2 separate regions of the Mus musculus genome follow, and region 1 is linked to region 2. A link is a contact called in public promoter capture Hi-C data. All regions are on one chromosome and are shown on one strand. The core of a region is the stretch at or near the end of the contact, and the rest is flanking DNA. Distances in the headings are between cores, read along the strand shown.

What was found. Capture Hi-C pulls out chosen DNA fragments and counts their contacts.
Region 1: a contact with region 2 is called in a promoter capture Hi-C map of liver. The contact joins the promoter of Rdh16f2 here to the promoter of Myo1a in region 2. A contact is called at or near these places in 2 of 39 promoter capture datasets (embryonic stem cells and pre-B cells), 3 of 484 Hi-C or Micro-C datasets (embryonic stem cells and nephron progenitors), 2 of 115 datasets of contacts at active chromatin or transcription factors (intestinal villus epithelium and trophoblast stem cells) and 3 of 9 other capture datasets (embryonic stem cells, liver and pancreatic islet).

The regions. Positions count from the first base shown.
Region 1 is chr10:127,864,649-127,867,902 of GRCm38.p6, forward strand. Rdh16f2 (RDH16 family member 2) reads left to right here and starts at 1,828. Exons shown (of 4, transcript NM_145424.2): 1 at 1,828-2,220. The coding sequence starts at 1,908.
Region 2 is chr10:127,703,923-127,707,309 of GRCm38.p6, forward strand. It overlaps Myo1a (myosin IA), which reads left to right and starts at 1,334. Exons shown (of 27, transcript NM_001081219.2): 1 at 1,334-1,447; 2 at 1,544-1,659; 3 at 1,902-1,996; 4 at 2,898-3,002; 5 at 3,205-3,251. The coding sequence starts at 1,334.

The sequences.
Region 1 (3,254 bases), core at 578-3,077, 160 kb after region 2:
ATGGAGGCATTTCCTCAACTGAAGCTCCTTTCTCTGTGATAACTCCAGCTGTGTCAAGCTGACACAAAACTAGCCAGTACACTGTCTCACTCAATCATGCAGGAGAACTGCACTATACCCAATCAAGTCCCATGCCTCCAATTCTAGATCGTCAGCCATTAGGACACAATAGTCTTTCAGTTCCGATTCCCAGTAAAGACTCAGTAGGAACAGCACATCATCAAGTCAGGAAACAGACTTGACAGTGGGCCTGTTTCCACCTTTTGCAGCACTGACTCCAGGCTCCACCTCTCCCCTTTTTGCATGAAGAAGAAAGGGTGGGTTAAGTGGGGTACACTGCCTTTTGGGAGAAAGTGTTTCCCCTTGGACTGAACTGGACTTCTGATCTCAGGAAATTGTTCTATTTCCACCTACCTCAACAGATCAGTGCAGCCTAGAGAGCAAAAGAGCTGTCTTGTTAAATATTCACAGGTTCTGACCTGGAATGGGTCCAGCCCACCCTCCCCAGGAAAGGGAAGAGAAGTAGCTGGGCACTGTCATTTGGGTTGTATGAGAATCAAGAGGGATGGATGGACTGAGGGAAACTCCATGAATCAAGGAAGTGTCTCAGGCTTTCTCTTCAGTCCTGTGGCTTCTGCAACAGAGTCACACCCACTTTCCTATCCTCTCTGACTTTATCCAGAAACTCCAAGGCTGGATCTAGATCCTGCTGTGTTTCAGAAGACCTAGATCCAACAAGAGGGCCCATCACTGTCAGGGTTGATATGGAAAGGACTGTAGGAGAGAGCATTGGGAAATGACCATAGAAGGAATGCTCTAGAGAACTCACTGTTGAAAGGATACAAGAACTAAGAGAAGCAATATCTGCATGTACTTTGGTCAAGAAAGCCCAGTTCTACATTTTGCAAGATGCAGTTCAGTGCTAGGATTCTGAGGACCTGTAGAGTGCTAACAGCCAGATGAAGGATGTCCTATTAGCTTCTGCAGATGCATGTGTAGGGAAAGGATTGGAGACAGGAGGACAAGGAATAGCAGCTGTACACCATTCAGGACCAGAAGCAGGAGAAGAGGAAGAGAAGATCAAATGCAGAGCAGACCCAGGGGCCCATTGGAGGGAGAGTAGCACAGTCAACATTGATAACCAAGGCCCAGACCTTAAGGTAGAGGTGTAGTCAAACCCATACTGGGGCACTTCCTGATAGAAACATGGTTCTTGAGAGGGCATGACAGTCTGAATCCTTGCAGGTTGGGACAGAAAGTTGTGGAAGTGTCAGGCAAGGGAATTGTGACGTCACTCCTGAAGGAAGGCACTGGGTTTCTTTTGAGCTGGAATCAGAATGCCATTCAGACATTCCCCAGACCAGGAGCCACACTACTCTAGAGTTTCTGAACAAGGCTTCCTGAGAAAGTAAGCATGAAATCCTGGCTCGGAGGAGCCATGGGAAGTCATGGAGGTCACCACTCAAGAACTCTCTGCTCATGTCTGCTTGAATCCAGACAGCCAGGAGAAGGGCCACTTGAGAGGGAAAGTCATTTCCTGCCTGACATCAACTCCTTAAGACATGATGTGTCTGGCTTCCTAGGCCTAACACCTTGTGTTCCTTTGAGGTCACCCTTCCATATTTGAGGCCTGCCCTTCTATCTTCTCAGGAGCTGCTGTATTAGGAGGCACCAGCTTTCCCAGTCCTCACTTGTTGTCCAGAGTCCAAATGAAGGTCACCAATCATTTCTCATTATGTTTACTACTTGCTGGTTTGTGGTTCCAGATTGCAGATGCAGAGACACAAGGGACTTTATACCAGAAGGCTAAAGTCCTCAACGCCTACAGCAGTCTGCAAGAGCAGATGCCAGGCTCATTTTGACTCTCTCTCTCTCTCTCTCTCTCTCTCTCTCCTCTTCTACAAACCATGTGGCTCTACATGGTGGCGCTACTGGGCCTGTGGATGCTCCTGCGCTTTTTTAGAGAGAGGCAAGTGGTGGACCATCTTCAAGACAAGTATGTCTTCATCACAGGCTGTGGCTCTGGCTTTGGGAACCTGCTGGCCAGACAGCTGGACAGGAGAGGCATGAGAGTGTTGGCTGCATGTCGGAAGGAGGAGGGAGCCGAGGAGCTGAGGAGAAAGACATCAGAAAGGCTGGAGACAGTGATCCTGGATGTCACCAAGACAGAGAATATTGTGGCAGCCACTCAGTGGGTGAAGGAGCGTGTTGGGAACAGAGGTACCATTGAGAATCCTGTCTGTGTTTTTGGTGCTCTCTATGTGTGTGAAGAGAAGGCCTGTGTAGTCCCCAAAGGATTCCTGGTGGTGGTGAGTGTGGAGTTGGAGTCACTGCAGACTCTGCTCCTCTCCAGCACATCAGTCTATCCTCTTAGCTCTATACCTTATTCTCCAAGGTGACCCAGGACTAATTGTTACAAATGGCTGCTTGCTAGAGGTTATACTATATGTCCACTTTCCTTCCTCAGTGCTGGCTCGCTGTCTCCTTGAGCCTGTGCAGGAGTTACGTGTACTGCTACAGTCCTGTGAGTTCATGTGAGCAGCATTCCTCATGTGTCTGTAAGACAGTCTCCTTGGAGTCAGCCATCACCTCTGGCTCTTAAAATGTTTCTGCCTCCTCATCCTCATAGATGACTCTGCCGTTTAGGACTGAGTGTGCCAGAGTCTCTTACTCTCTCCAACATTGTGCAGTTGTGTGTCTCTGTGTTAATTCTTATCTATGGCCAGACACAGTTTTGTGGATGGAGATTGATCGAGGCACTAGACTTGGAGTGCTGTTAGTAATATGCATTAAGGATCATGTTACTGTGTGTCCCCTTAGCAGAAGGATAATATTCAATCTTCCCATAGAACTATGACCTATCTAGTATCAGGTTCTTGGCCACTTTAGTAGTGTTATTATGGTTTTCATCTCAGAGAGCGGTTCTTAAATCTAATGAAAAATGTATAGTTACCCCCATGACACATTGGTGCATTAAAGGCAGGTCACTGTTGTAGATCACAGGGCCTGAGCCTGTGTAATAGTAACGACTCCCTCTCTCCTCTGGGAGTGTACAGAGTATCTTCTGGCACCTGGCATGCTAAACTGTAGCAATGAAGATTTTCGTTGTGTGGGGTAGTGGATATAGGGGGAAAAAAGGGGGTGGGAGAGAGCCTGCATCCTGCCAGAGTTCCAGTGCTCTAGGCAGGCAGATGCAGGAGGACTGCCAGATGCTTTCCATGTGGCCCCGGGTGAGCATCTGGCTGTGTGAAGCC
Region 2 (3,387 bases), core at 84-2,583:
ACGCATGTGATGTGTACTCGCACACGCAGGTGGGAGAGACAGACAAAGACTGGATCTTACTTTGTACTTCAGGCTGGTCTGTGGTTCATTGTGCAGCCCAGGTTGATCTCAAACTTATGGCAATCCTCCTGCCTTGGCCTCCTGAATACTGTGATTACAGGCATAAGCCACCTCGGATGGCTACTTGCCTTTAATCTGAGAAATATGGGCTAATAGTACTATCCACTTCATGGGCTATTATAACTGTCAAGTTACAGTGTTTAGAGCTCTGTCTGTCCTGTGATGAACACTGCGTGTTTTCTAGAGACTGCTATCATCAGTATTCATGTGGTGCCCTAGGTATTTAGGAAGTTACTGGAGCTTGGGGAAACAAAATGAAGGAGAAAGAAGCCTGGATGCCTTCCTTGCCCTGTATGCTGTTCTCGTTCTTCCCCTAGGTTCAGAGAAGCCAGAGAGTGAGGGAATGTGTTGTACTCCTTCTAGGGAGTGGCACTGACCATTGTACTACTTCTGCTGCCCTGCCCACTCAGTCTGCTTGAGGAGAGCTTTTATTTCCTGCAGGAACACCTGCCACATGCTTGCAGCATGTGGCCCAGCCCAGCTCTCCCTGCCCCCAACCCTCAGAGTCCTCCCTGGAGCACTCTCCTTCCCCACTCCCACCAGCTACTAAAAAATGGGGTGTGTCTCTTTGGGCAAAGTCCATGCCAGAAGATGATAGGTATGGTATAAACTGTGAAGATTTTACAACTAAAGACGGAAGCAGGGGAGATAATGAGAGACCTCACAGTTGAGAAAGCCTACCCACTCCCATTTTCCACGGGCAGCTCTGACCTTTTGTTTACATTGCTGATCTCATCACTTTATCCAACATCTAAAAATGAAGTCACTGTGGTAATGGCAAGAAAGAGAGACCTCTTGGAGATGGGAATTGTAGAGGGATTAGGTGACTGAGACAGGGGTTGGATATAAGCACTGGAGCAAGGGGCCAGAGAGAGCGCCCCCCTCAGGAGGGAGGAGGGAGAGCACCTTGAATACCTGGCTGCAGAACAAAGCTTGGCTCACCCTTCTTCCAGCTTTCTCCTTTAAGCACAATTCTGCTCCCCTTCCCCTCAGGTGGGCAGACAGAGGTAGTCCTATCTGATGCCCATCTCACCCTCTACCCCGGGTTCCTCCACCTCCCTGGATGGCCAGGTTGGTCCAGAGACCCTTCTAGTCAGAGGGCTCTCCTGTAGGCCCTTATGCCTCCTTGCCCTCCCACCATGACTTAACTCTTAAGCTGAGCCATCAGCAGCAATTTACAGTGTTCACTCCTAGGACCCTCTAGCCTCTTGGCATGCCTCTCCTGGAAGGTCCCGTGGGGGTGGAAGACCTCATCCTCCTGGAGCCCCTAGATGAGGAGTCTCTGATCAAGAACCTCCAACTCCGTTATGAAAACAAAGAGATTTATGTGAGCTTGCCATGGGAGCCAGGCTGTGGGGGTACCCAGGGGGTTCCAGTATTCCTCCTGCCAGGCTCATCTGTCTCACCCTCCTTCTGACCCCAGACATACATTGGGAATGTGGTGATCTCAATGAACCCCTACGAGCAGCTTCCCATCTATGGACCAGAGTTCATTGCCAAATACCGGGACTATACTTTCTATGAGCTGAAGCCTCACATGTGAGTAAAGGGAACCAGAGGAGGGCTGACAAATGTCCATGAAGCATCCTCCTCTCCCCCTCCCCGGTCTTTCCCCAAAGGAGCTCCTCCAGCATCCCTCTTCCCCTGAGAATCCTTCCTAGACTCAGTTCTTGTCTGATCTGGATCACACGGGGAGGGTGGATGAACCCAGCGCTAAGGATTGGAAGATGATGCCCTTGGGCTGGCCTCACATTGACCACTGACCACTTCCTTCCCACAAGCTATGCTTTGGCAAATGTGGCCTACCAGTCACTGAAGGATCGGGACCGGGACCAGTGTATCCTCATCACAGGCGAGAGTGGAGCTGGCAAGACTGGTGAGGAGGCTCAAGGCTTGGGAGAGACCAGAGATGGTGTCTGGAGTCACCTCCTTATCTCTCCAAGCCAGGCCTGTCCCTGTCCTCTGTCCCCATTACTTCCTCTCTGGTTTTTCTTCCTTATTTTCTTTTTTAGGATTTTTACATTTTTTCTGTCTATATGTATATGACTGAGTGTGTGTATATATTTGCACCACAGACATGCGGGTACCTGCAGAAGGCAAAAGAGGCTGTCAGATCCTCTGGAACTGGAGTTGCAGGTGGTTTTGAGCCACCCAATGTGGGTGCTGGGAACTGAACCTAGGTCTTCTACAAGAGCCTCAAGTAACACATGGCAGTATTTGTGCATGCCCTCAGTCCCAGCACTCTATTTGTGCATGCCCTCAGTCCCAGCACTCTATTTGTGCATGCCCTCAGTCCCAGCACTCTATTTGTGCATGCCCTCAGTCCCAGCACTCTATTTGTGCATGCCCTCAGTCCCAGCACTCTATTTGTGCATGCCCTCAGTCCCAGCACTCAGGAGGCAGCAGCAGGAGGATCTCTGAGTTTGAGGCCAGGCTGGTCTACAGAGCAAGTCCCAGGACAGCCAGGGCTACCCAGAGACAACATCTCCAAAAACCAAGTGCACACGCACACGCACACTCACACACATACATTTGCGTGCACACACACAGAGCAGCAAGTGTTCTTAACCACTCCAGCCCAGTCCCTGTTTTTCTTACTGTTAGTGATGTGGTGTCAGAGCTAAATGGGATGGGAGTGAGCGTGCCCTGGCTGGGGACTCTGTGATAGTTAAGGAGGTAGAAGCGGTTGTGTCCTGGTCAAGGACTCTGATAGTTAACGGTGGGAGGGGGAGGGGGAGGGGGAGTGTCCTGACTCACTCAGAGTTTCTCCTGCACAGAGGCGAGTAAGCTAGTGATGTCCTACGTGGCTGCTGTCTGTGGGAAAGGAGAGCAGGTGAACTCTGTGAAGGAGCAGCTGCTTCAGTCAAACCCAGTGCTGGAAGGTGAGCCGCTACTCTCTACTCTCTTTATCCCCAGAGTCCCTTAGCCTTAGTAGACCCTCTTCCAAAATTGTGGTTTCCCTTCAGCATAAAAGCTACCATTGGTCAGCAGACTGGAAGGAGCTGTGCCCTCAGGTCTTTCCTCCTCTGGGCTCCAACTCTTGGGAGCTTCGGCCCCTCACTTTCTCTTTCTTCCCGTCCACAGCATTTGGCAATGCCAAGACCATCCGCAATAACAACTCCTCTCGATTTGTGAGTGAACACATCTGCCCCGGAGGAGTATGGGGCGGGTGTGGGGGTGGGGTGGGGTGGGGTGGGCAGGAAGAACTCGGAGGTGGGACTGAAAGTAAGAAGGGCAGAACAAAGCTCTCCCACAGGTGTGTGTGTT